Linked DNA regions of Capra hircus: region 2 is linked to region 1. A link is a contact called in public Hi-C data. All regions are on one chromosome and are shown on one strand. The core of a region is the stretch at or near the end of the contact, and the rest is flanking DNA. Distances in the headings are between cores, read along the strand shown.

Evidence for each region. Hi-C and Micro-C count contacts between places; a contact is called where the count stands out from the background.
Region 2: a contact with region 1 is called in a Hi-C map of blood, with 4 times the contacts expected there. The contact joins two enhancer-like sites. A contact is called at or near these places in 2 of 5 Hi-C or Micro-C datasets (blood and liver).

Annotation. Positions count from the first base shown.
Region 1 is chr26:34,488,943-34,494,907 of ARS1.2, forward strand. ALDH18A1 (delta-1-pyrroline-5-carboxylate synthase) reads left to right here. Exons shown (of 18, transcript XM_018041532.1): 12 at 280-500; 13 at 2,537-2,674; 14 at 4,871-5,066; 15 at 5,170-5,291. Among named protein-coding and RNA genes, the nearest start is that of ALDH18A1, 32 kb to the left of the region's middle. Within about 2 kb of position 2,554, at least 1 of the 5 cell types and tissues checked has an H3K27ac peak or open chromatin away from gene starts, as enhancers often do.
Region 2 is chr26:34,648,726-34,655,185 of ARS1.2, forward strand. It overlaps SORBS1 (sorbin and SH3 domain-containing protein 1), which reads left to right. Exons shown (of 36, transcript XM_018041190.1): 4 at 5,534-5,602. Among named protein-coding and RNA genes, the nearest start is that of SORBS1, 88 kb to the left of the region's middle. Within about 2 kb of position 5,041, at least 1 of the 5 cell types and tissues checked has an H3K27ac peak or open chromatin away from gene starts, as enhancers often do.

The DNA of each region.
Region 1 (5,965 bases), core at 1,304-3,803:
GTGGTAAGTATCCACCCTACATGCAGATTTGCACATGAAAATGATAAATTTCTGGAACTGAAGTTGCTGGCACCAAGCTCATGGGTGTCCACACCTTTTCATGATGATGTAAGCTGCCAAACTGCCCCTCCCAGCAAAGCTGTGTAAATGACATATCCTTGTCTCCCCGAGACCCCCTGAGTTCCTTGTCTGCTCCTAACACAGTGCCACGTGTTCAGTAAAACAGCTGTAACCCACCCCGGTCTACTGCTTCATCGTGTACTCTTCACACCTCTTCAGGGAGACTTGCAACTCCTCTGCTGAAACGTTTGAGCCTCTCCACGTCTAAATTGAACAGCCTGGCCATCGGTCTGCGGCAGATCGCAGCCTCCTCCCAGGAGAGTGTGGGGCGGGTTTTGCGCCGGACGCGAATTGCGAAAGACTTGGAACTAGAACAAGTCACTGTCCCAATTGGAGTTTTATTGGTCATCTTCGAATCTCGCCCTGACTGCCTACCCCAGGTATGTGACTAATGCCGGCCATTGGAGTAGGGAATTGGAGGAAGAACGTCTTTTCAGGACTCGAGATAAATCTCCGAGAGATGCCTTTCGTTTCCCTTCCTCCTACTCCTTCACCCTCCCTCCTTCCCTTCCTTCCTTCCTTTGTTTCCCCAGAGATAGCTTTTGAGACTTTATTCTCAGGTTGCTCTTAAGGCAATTTATATTTTTGATCCTTCCAGTAATTCTAAAAATAGTAATTCATATGTCCATTTTACAGTAGAAAAAACCTTAAGCTTATAGAAGTCAGTACACCTGTCACACTTTTAAGGATGGAGCTAAACCTTGAGCCCAGATGAATCTCCCATTCTGTGATGATTCCATGCTTCCGCTGCAGGGGGCACAGGTTCAATCCCTAGTCAGGGAACTAAGATCCCACATGCTGCGCAGTACAGCCCCAAAGACAAAAACTTAGTTCACCGGAGCACTTTGTTCCCTGACCACAGAGTGTCTGCTACCCTGCTGTAGGCTCATTCATCTAATAGCTGGTTTTGCACATTTGAAAAAGACCATTTAATATCAGTGACACAGATGGCTTCCTGTAGGTACATCTCTTAGGAAGAGGAACTTTCAGTAGTTGATGGAGCCTAACATGTGAGCCCTTTAGGAAATCTGACCAATCACAGGCTATAATTGTGGAGAAACCATGTGGCAAAGATCTTGCCAAGCAGCCATGCTCTGAAGTATAAGATGGAATTAGAGGGTGGCTTTGTTTGTGGCCCTAAATAATTCCCAGAAATCTGGAACCAGTTCCCCACTGGACTGACAGCAGGATGATACCAGCTCTTTCTTTGCACTAGCCCCAAAGTTTCAAAGAGAGAACAGAACCTTTTCTTCTACGGCTTATGCGACCCTGGGAGTCCCACATGCTTTGTCGAGGCTGCTCCCTGACATTATCTAAAACCAGCTGGCCCACTAAGCGACTGCCATGCCGTTGGGGTCTGTCCTGAGCCTGTGGCGGGTGCTGTCACACAGTCCCTTCTGTGCGCATATCTGTCTCGTGAAGAACCCCCAGAGATAACTGTCAGCTGGTAGAAACGGGTCCTAAGTTGCTGTGCAGGCCGTGTCCATGAAGTCTCTGCCACCTTTTATCCATACTAACGAATACTTCACTAGGAAAAAGTTTCCTCTTATCCAGTACAGCTGAGATTTCTCACCAGGGATCTTAACCTTGGACGGCATCACGGAATCCATGAATCCTGAAAATTACTTGCAGAATGCTCTTTCTGCATTTATCTGGGAAAAGTTGACATAGTTTTTATAAGCGGTTCATGAGCAACAAAAACAAAAAAGGAGTAAGAATTATTATTCTGGAGATAAACATGTTCAAGCAAGTTTTATTTTGTAAAGTTTCTTTTGATACATTACAAGAGCCCGAAGATTTTCATTCATCCCTAGAGCATTCAGAAAATTCAGCTTCAGGCCTCATCAGATCAGTGTCATTAGCCCTTCACTCCCAGAGGGTAACTAACTCTCCTTCTAGATGGCCTGCTTTGTCCTGCCAGCAGTCTCTGCCACAGCTGTGCAGGGGCTCAGCACCAGGCATTAGAGCTCTCAGAGCAATGACAGGGCCACGGTAGGGTGTGACCAGAGATGCTGCATAGCCTCAGGTGCTGCTGAGTCAGGTGGAGTAACATCTAAGTCAGGAGGCTCCCGAGCACCTGTTGCTGGAGAGGGTGGGGCCTGTGTGACCCTGGGCACTTAACTTGGGTTACTTTGTAATGGTGCTGAGGAAGCTGTATAGTACAGTTTCTCAAGATCTGTGCTTTGGCTCTGGGGTAAAGTCCCCAGCCCTGCCACTTATAAGCTGTGTGTCCTTGAGGAGTTACCAACCTCTCTGGGCTCCAGTGTCCTTGTCTGTAAAGCAGTGGATAAAGCAGATACTTAATTCACTGGAACGTTATAAAGATTAAACACGGTAGACCTTATAAAGTGATTAGCACAGTGCTTGGCACAGAAAATATGCTCAGTGTTTCACTGTATTCCTCTTTGATCTGCAGGTGGCAGCCTTGGCTATAGCAAGTGGTAATGGCTTGTTACTCAAAGGAGGGAAGGAGGCCTCACACAGCAACCGAATCCTTCACCTCCTGACCCAGGAGGCCCTTTCAATCCATGGAGTCAAGGAAGCTGTACAGCTGGTAGGTCCCTGGGAATGAGCTAGGTCAGGCTCAGAGGAGCCGGGCCAGGTCTTTGGGTGTTTCAAGCAAAGCTCAGGCTGCAGAAAAGGCCAAGCCACTGTGTAGGCAGGCTTGACTGGAGGAGCAGCAGGTCCTGTGTGTCTGTGATGTTGGACAGTGCTGGTGCTGCCTTGGCCGAGGTTGGGGGGCTCATGAAGGTCCTCTCTCACAGCTGTGTTCTGGTCCCACTGATTGACAGGAATCATTCTTGAGGTCATAGGCAGCAGGAATACCAGACCTGGAGTGTGAGGCCTGGGCTCTGCTCACTGGCAGTGATTTAGGCGAGGCCTGATGAGATATGTTTTATGAAAGTTTGTCAGAAACCATGCAGCTTGTATGAGGTCCTGCTATTAACATTGTTATTGTTATGGCCATTATTTTAACAGCTGTGTCACTCTCTTCAACCATCCAGTGGAGGTTTTGAACTACTAGATCATTTTATTGAGCACCTACTGTGGACACAGCACTTTCATCCATCATTTTATTTAATCCCCACAACAACCCTGTGAAAAGGATACCATTAATTATTAGGTCTATTTTATAGATGGAAGAAAAATAGGCTTATTGGTAAAATAACACCCCAGAATCAGAGTTGAGATTTGGACCCAAGCAGACTCCAGATCCTTCTCTTTTCCCCTTGAGGCCCACTCGTGCGTACATTCTAGAATACTGTTGGCTGCTGGTGGGGAGAGGGGTTGGTGTATCTACAAACCTGCCTCATTATGTGCTCCCCACCAAGAAGCTGGGCTATTCTTACAGCAGCATAATGGATGGAAAGAGCACAGACTGTAGGGTTTAGGTCTCGGCTGCACCATATCCTCATTTAATGTGACAGATTTCCTCCTCCTCCTCCTTCCTGTTGGTGTGTAACGTATATAAAGAAGCGTAACGTATATAAGAAGTGTAACGTATATCTTATGTGATGTATATGTATGCTTAGTTGCTCTTTGTGACCCTGTGGACTGTATGTAACCCACCAGGCTCCTCTGTCTGTGGAATTATCCAGGCAAGAATACTGGAGCAGGTTGCCATTTCCTACGCCAGGGGATCTTCCCAACCCAAGGATCAAACCCATGTCTCTTGTGTCTCCTCCATTGGCAGGTGGTTTCTTTACCACTGAGCCACCTGGGAAACCCATATAATTGTGTCCATATATATATACACACGTGTATAAACTACCCCGACACAGAACATGGCCGACACCTGAAAGATTCCCTGTGCCCTTCCCCATCAGCATGCCCCCCTCCCACCATCAAACCATTTTTTTTTTTACTTCTTTCACATTCCATTTCTTTTGCTTATTCTTGAATTTCATGTAAATGAAATCATACAGAATGCACTCTTTCATCTGTATTTCTTTATTCATTATGTCCTCGAGATTCATTCTCATTGTTTCATCCAGCAGTAGTTTTCCTTTTTACTGTTGTGTAGTATTCCATTTATAAGCATGTACTACAGCTTATCCTTTCTTCTGTTGATGAACATCAGGGTTGTTTCCAGTTTGAAGTTGCTGTGAACCTTCTTGTAAATATATGTTTGTACTTCTGTTGTTAGTAACACAACCATAGGGGGGGAAATTAAAAATCAAGGGAAGGGAAAAAATGCCCATAGTCTTCAAGGTCTAACACAAGCACTTCAGTCAGTCCAGCCAGCATCCCGGGGTAGAGGTTGTCAGCCCAAATCATGGAGAACCATGACTGCCTAGGAAGACCCAGCAGCGTGCATTAGGCTGTGATCAGGGAGCCAGAGGAGCAGCCCCTTCCCTTTGTCACCCTCACAGCCTGGCACTCTCTGTATCTTCTTGAACTTCCAGAGATCACACTTTGTACCTCTTCTGTCATCTTTAAAAGTATCCATCCTGTGTTTTGGCTCGTTGTGGCCTAGCCTGTCTTCCCGACCAGACTCCTGAGTTCTTTGAGGGCAGGGATCCTATCCGGCATGTTTTGTAATGTGGAGCACAGTACCTGATGTGTAGAGTTTAAGCATTTGCTGGACAACTTTTCAATTCCCATGATTCCTTGTTTTTGGAATAAATTCTCACAGCATCAGACTTAGTTCTCAGGAGGTACAGGCATTTATCTGTGAAAGGGATGCTGCTACTTCCATAGTTTGTGTGATCAAAAGTCATCTTCATCTTTTTATTCTCTACCTCTTCAGGTGAATACCAGAGAAGAAGTAGAAGATCTTTGCCGCTTAGACAAAATGATAGATCTGATCATTCCACGAGGCTCTTCTCAGCTGGTTAGAGACATCCAGAAAGCTGCTAAGGGCATCCCAGTGATGGGGCACAGTGAAGGCATCTGCCACATGTACGTGGATTCAGAGGCCAGTGTCGACAAGGTCACCAGGCTAGGTGAGCTCGATCAGGTCCCATCTTACATGCACAGAATAGTTCTCATGTCCTCAGTGGTCCTGGTTCATGTTAATGGAAACAATTCTATATTCTCCTCTTTCAGTTAGAGACTCTAAATGTGAATATCCAGCTGCCTGTAATGCTTTAGAGACTCTGTTAATCCACCGAGACCTGCTGAGAACACCATTGTTTGACCAGATCATTGACATGCTGAGAGTGGAACAGGTAGGACAAGGCCATCACTTCCTGTCCTCACTCCCGAGACTTAGAAGCCTCTGGGATTAGACCAGGAGCGGCTGCCATTCCATTTAAGGCCATCTGAGAAGCAACGTTTTTGAGCATCTGCCATATACAAAGTTGTGTGCTGAGAACACAGAGTGAGTGAGACACGCCTGTGCCTCCAGAGACTGGAAGAAACCCGTACACAAATAGCTTCATTCCAAAGTGGAGTGTGTTCAGGGCTAAGAGGGTTCAAAGATAACGCCTATCACATGGCAGCCCACTGAATGGACTCTTTCCTGGCATAAAGTTTATGTTTCGGAACACACATTCCTGTTTGGGTTTGACTTGGAAAGATTATGCAGAAATGCTTTCAAGCCAAAAATTTACATATATCCTCCCCTCCACAAATGTCTTCAGTTGCCAATATTAATGTGCTTATTAGTACAGTGATTTTTAGGAGTGAGCAATTTGTATAATGTCTGCTCTGGATTATTTTCTTACCGTATCATTAAGATGATAAACAACCACGGTGCCAGTAAGTTTTGAATAAAAATGTATGTTCCATCCTAAAATCCTAATTGCAAAGAAATAGACACTCTCCAGGTAAAAATGAACAATGTTAAATTTTCTGTCAGGACGCATTTTAAGCTTTAATATCTGGTGTCCTGGCGTCCTTT
Region 2 (6,460 bases), core at 3,791-6,290, 160 kb after region 1:
GAGACATTACTTTGCCAACAAAGGTCTATCTAGTCAAAGCTTTGGTTTTTCTAGTAGTCATGTATGGATGTGTGAGTTGGACAATAAAGAAAGCTAAGCAGTGAAGAATTGATGCTTTTGAACTGTGGTGTTGGAGAAGACTCTTGAGAATCCCTTGGACTGCAAGGAGATCCAACCAGTCCATCCTAAAGGAAATCAGGCCTGAATAGTCATTGGAAGGACTGATGCTGAAGCTGAAACTCCAATATTTTGGCCACCTGATGGGAAGAACTGATTCCTTAGAAAAGACCCAGATACTGGGAAAGATTGAAGGCAGGAGGAGAAGGGGATGACAGAGGATGAAATGGTTGAATGGAATCACCGTGTCGATAGACATGAATTTGAGCAAGTTCTGGAAGCTGGTGATGGACAGGGAGGCCTGATGTGCTGCAGTCCATGGGGTCACAAAGAGTTGGACACAACTGAGCAACTGAACTGAGCTGACAGTAAACTTGGTATTTTAAGTGTGTGTGTGTGTGTGTGTTCAGTCACTCAGTTGTGCCCGACTCTGCGACCCCGTGGACTGGAGCCCAGCAGGCTCCTATTTGATCAATGCTGACATGTGTATACACCTGATAGCATTTCTTAATCTGAGTGACTGTAGCAAAAGTAAACGTATTGACCATAATTGCCCCAAGGAATGAGCTAATCCATCACTTCCTTTATCAGGGCAAAACCACCCTTTTGCTATGTTTCTGGTAGCAAAAATCAAAACCTACACTGAGCAGTTTTTAATTTAAAGTTGGGGCAGAACACCTGGGCTAGGGAAGACAGAAGGGAATAGGTAGGTCCCTGCTTGTGGTGCAGCCAAGAGCTGTCAGCTTTCCAGCCAGGATGTGCGGCAGAGAAGTTTCCATCTGGAGATCGAGGCCCACCTTGGCTACTGTGTGCTCCCTGGCACCTCCCGAGCCCTGCAGGCCGGGTGGGCCACAGGCTGACCTAGTGGATAGCTTGCTTAGGCACTGCCGAATCCTGCAATGTCTCCAGAGTGTTATCAGAGACCTCTGGAGGTGAAAACCAATCCTTCCATGTATTCACATTCACACGCCCTTTCAGCTGAATCCCAACCCTTGCCGGACAGCGTGGGCTTATTGGGAGGAGAAGGGCCCCGGGTGGGTCAGCTCAGGGCCACAAGTACCACCCTGCAGGCTTTGGCTTGTGGTGAACCCTTCTGTAAGATGGCCATCAGGAAAGGATCGCCTAATGGGGGTTTGTGAGGATTAAGTGAGGCAACACTTCTGAAGTGCTGAGCTCTGTGCTGCCCAAGGCCTGACCAGTGTCCCATCCGTGGGTCATCAGCCCAGCTTCCAGCCTTGCAAGGAGCAGGACTGGGCTGGTCCTTGACTCCGTGATGTTTCTGCTTCATGAAAAGGCTGCACTCCAGTAGCCCCTGCTCTGTAACTCAATTTTTCTTCAATTTTAACTTCAATTTTTCTTCTCGTTGGGCTTTTTGTTCTTGCTGTAATTTAAAATAGGCCAGCACTTCCCCCCAACACCCAGAGTTTCTTGTCCTTCTAATATCAGGATTAACCTGAGCTGGCATCACCATTCCTGGCAGAAATAAGGGCAGACGAGGTGGGCAGGGAGGGGCCGTGGAGGATGAGGAGATGCCCTTGGGACTTCTCCCCAGGTTTTCCCTTAGGCGTGGTCCTGAAAGGAGGCATTTCCTAGGCAGAGTCCAAGAAATCTGGACCCTTTGACACGATAATTCCCCTCTTGGGAATGTCTGTATTAATTTGAAGGAAACAAAAACATCACCCCCGTGAAGGTGGGGAATGAGCAGATTCATTTTGTGTGTTTACTTGATGGGAGATTATACCACTCATAAAAATGATCATCAGGAAGAAGGCAGCTATGCAGAAAATACTTGTTCTTAACCTTTGATGGAAAGGGCAGCATGAAGACAATGCATTGTCTTTATTCCTAGTTTGAGCTGAGCTGCCAGTCATCAGGGCAGGGCTTTACCTGCTCATCTCCTTTTGTTCTCCTGCAGATCCACAAAAGTGGGCATGGCTTACCACTCCCATTCTAGAGATGGGGAAACTGAGGCCCTGTGTGGCAATGATTTGTCTGGGGTCACCCGGCTAGTGACTGCTGAGGCAAGCAACTCCAGGTGGCTGGTCACCAGCACACTGTGCTGCAGAAGTGAGAGTCTGTGGTGATGGAATTATTTTTCCAAATTTCTTCAAGTTTGGTTGTTTGAGTTTAAGGGGGGAAAAAAAAAAACAAGAAAGGAAGAACATGGGTCTGGGCCTTGTGGAAGCTCTGAGGCGGCTGGCTTGGGGATGCTCGTCCCATTTTGTTCTTTGTCCCACACCCTGGGGCTACTTCAGCCAGATAGGGAGGCTCAAAGCCAGGCCTGCAGTCCTACGAAGGAGACCATCAGGAGAAATGAGGGCAGGTGCATGGGGCTTGGATCATTGTTCAGTCACTTGGTCATGTCCAGCTCTTTGTGACCCCACGGACTGCAGCATGCCAGGCTTCCCTGTCCTTCACCTTCTGGAGCTTGCTCAAATTCATGTCCAGTGAGTCGATGATGCCATCCAACCATCTCATCCTCTCTCCCCCTTCTCATGCCCTCAATCTGTCCCAGCATCAGGGTCTTTCCCAATGACTGGCTCTTAGCATCAGGTGACCAAAGTATTGGAGCTTTAGCATCATCCTTCCAATGAATATGCAGGGTTGATTTCCTTGAGAATTGACTCGTTTGATCTTGCAGTCCAAAGGATTCTCAGGAGCCTTCTCTAGCAATATGAAAGCATCAGTTCTTTGTCACTCAACCTTCTTTATGATCCAACTCTCACATCTATACATGACTACTGGAAAAACCATAGCTTTGACCGTATGGACTTTTGTTGGCAAAATGATGTCTCTGCTTTTTAATACGCTATCTAGGTTTGTCATAGCTTTTCTTCCAAGGAGCAAGCCATCTTTTAATTTCATGGTTTCAGTCACTGTCTGCAGTGATTTTGGAGCCCAAGAAAATAGTCAGAAAAGATAGGGAAGGAAAATGGATGATATTTCTTTGACTTTTATTTCTGGCTTTCTGCCAACACCCTCTTCCATCCATCCCAGAAATGTAGGTGCAAAGGGAACTTTGGAGAACTAACCTTCTGTAGATGAATTGGGGGCAGTGCACAGGACTGGCCTGTAGGGCCAGTATCAGGTGGTCCTGACTGCTATGGTTGGAGGGGGTGGGAGAGGGCAGCGGCCTTGTTTGCCTCTGGATCCAGGAGTACCCGGGCTGACCTGTTGGTGTAGTTGATGTCACAGAGGCTGATTATTAAGAGCCCAGGTAGGATGACTGAGTCTCAGCCAAATTCGCTACTGGGGTTTGGGGCATTTGGGGAAATAGAATTTATATAAGCCATTATTAGAGTATATCTGATTTGTATATAGAGAGTATTCTATATATAAAAGCCATTTTTTATTTTAAAAATAAATGTTCATCCCAGCTGGGTACAAAGAAGATAAGTCATGGGATGGACCAGAACAGACTTCAAATCCCCTCTTAGTGATCTTAGAGCCGGGCATCCTTTCTGAGCTTTAGATTTCTTACCTATAAAATTAGAGTTATTAACTCCTAGCTCTAGGGGCTTGGATATTAAGGATAAAAATCAGGTGCTAATTATGGAATGATTAGCAAGGGCCCTTAGATCGGGCAAATAAAGGCTTTATAAAACCGTGGCTGTTATATCTGTGGCTTGGTTGGCTCTTGGCTGCTTCCCTGGTATCTCAGACAGTTAAGAATATGCCTGCAATGTGGGAGAACCAGGTTCTATCCCTGGGTCAGAAAGATTCCCTGGAGAAGGGAATGGCTTGCCTGGAGAATTCCATGGACGGAGGAACCTGGTGAGCTACAGCCTGTGGGGCTGCAAAGAGTCGGGCATGATTGAGCAACTAACACTTTTGGCTCTTGGCTGCAGCGGAGTCACCCCAACTTTGCTGATCACGTGTCCTGACCCTTGTCTTCTCCGGGCTTCCACCATCAGTTCTGGGATGGGGAACTGGGTGGCGCTCAGGCTGCCAGTGGGCAATGAGGGTCTCAGTGTCTTCAGCTGAGCAGAACTTTGAAAGGTCTCCACCAACAACGAGGTGACATTCAAGGTAAACCTTGAGGTACAGGGGGTTTCCCCAAGGTAGAAGAGGAGGCGCAGGCCTTCCTGGCTGAGGGCCTCTCAAGATCCAAGGCCTGAAGATCAGAAAGCATCTGATTTACTGAAGAGGTTGTGAGGAGACCGTCATGGTGGGCAGGCGCAGGAGGGAACTGCTGCTGGAAAAGGGCTGGGACCAGTGGCTGAAGGGCGTAGAGTCTGGGGTGAGTACCCAGGCTTTGTCCCTGGGTAGCTGTTGGCCCCTGGGTCTTGCATGTCAGTTTGCTTTTAATCATCACGAAGGTCAATTTGTTAATTTGAATATAACCACTTATGCCACTATACAGGCCATCTCACTTACTAAAAAAATTATATCCCGAACAATCATTTGTACGTTAGGGGGAACTTGATTCCAAGTTCAGTTTTTTTTTTCCTCGTAGAAATGATAATGTAAATGATTGACTTCCCAGGGAACTTGCCTGGTGCTCCAGTGGCTAAGACTCTGAGCTCCCAATGCAGGGGGCCTGGGTTCCATCCCTGTTCGGGAAACTCGATCCCACGTGCCAGGATCGAGAGAGCTCGAATGTCGCAACTGAACATCCTTAGTTGTGTGCCACAACTAAGACCCAGTGCAGCCCAATAAATTAAAAAAAAAAAAAAAAAAAAGATTTACTTCCCAACTCTAGACTCCAGTAGTATTTTTATTTTCAAATTAGAAGTGAAATGCAGTACATTTAAAGTGGAGGGTCTTAGAAAATCACATTGCTTTGTTCCATCTTGTTTTGCCCTGCACCCTGGGGATTTTCAGCCCTGTGGGGTGTAGGTGGTGGCCTTAGTGTTGCAGACTGAGGGCTGGGGTGGAGAAAGGGGCAGGACGGAGCCAGGGAGAGCGGTCAGGGAGCCAGGTCATCTCCACAACCAGAACACAAGAGCCGTGGCTGGGGACTGTGGGCGGGGGGCTGGGCCAGCGTGGCTTCCCTGGCTGTAGGTGTGGGGTGGGGTGGAGGGAGGTGTCACAGAGCCTGAGGTTCTATCCTGACTGTCCGACAGCTCTCAGGATTCACAGGGATGCTTTTGAGCAGCCTTGGAATGGTGGATAAGCCTTTGTCAGGCAGGAGATGCCACTTTGAGGGAATTAAGATATATTTTTTTAAATGTCAGAAGTGAAACCAAGCCAGGAGACCAGAAAATATCACTCACAACACACATCCCATCCAAACAGCTTTTGCATCCTCCCTGGTTCAAGCCACAAAGCATTCTCAGAGCTCTCCCATGACGCTCCGGGGCCCCTTTCCAGGCCTGAGAGAGCCCCCGGGACCCAGAACTTTTCCCTGGCAGGACTCACAGAGGGTGGGAGATGTGATCACAAGCCTCATGCTCTTACTCTTTCTTTCTTGCAGAATGTGACGTGGGTGCTTCCAAAGCCGTGGTGAACGGGTTGGCACCGGGCAGCAATGGGCAAGATAAAGGTAAGGCTCTCGAAGGGAAGCCTGGCATTTTTAGAAAGAGCAGGGCCTGGGGCCACCTGCCTGGTGGGAACAGTCACTGGTCTAGTTAGGCTATGACCTGGAGACCTGTTCCCAGGCTTTCTGAGACTTGAGTCTGAGGCTGCCGTTTCCCACTGTGAGGTGACATGTTAAACTGTTCTCAGCTCACAGGATGCTGCGAACCACCCACCAAATCACAGAGGCCTATGTATATGGCATTCATCAGCCCGCAGTGTCTCTTACCTGGCATCTTACCTTCACTGGTGATAAATAGTGACATATTCAGCATCCTGACCCTGAGGCTGGAGCCTAAATAGCTGAAATAAATCATTTTGGTGACATTAGTTTCATGGGCATCCTCCCAGGTTTTGAATTTTTAAAATTTTAGGACAAAAGATGCAAGTGTGAAAGGAATGATGGATAGGATGACCTTTGAGGTCCCGTCTGTCATCCTATCTCTCATCCTGAACAGCCAAGCAGCGGGATTCCCACGTCACTCTTGCAGTGAGAGGAGGCAGGGGTTCGAGTCCTGGCCTGCCACTCAGAAACAGACACCTCTTGGGAGGCCCATTGTCTTTATGGCTATGAGTTTCCTTATCTAGAAAATGAAGAAATTTGATGATCTGTAGTATTTTTCCCTTCTTGAAACACAGGTTCCAGTGACTCTATCATCCCGTTATGTCTTATGGTATCAGAGAGGGAGGGTAGAAGTCCTGTCATCGGGCTTTTGAGTCACAATGCACCCTCTCTCAGAGTACGTTTACAGTTTGACATGTTTGGACTTTGTCTGTAATTACTGTCTGGGTCAGCCAAGTATTGCCTTTGAGAGAGGGTGAAGTG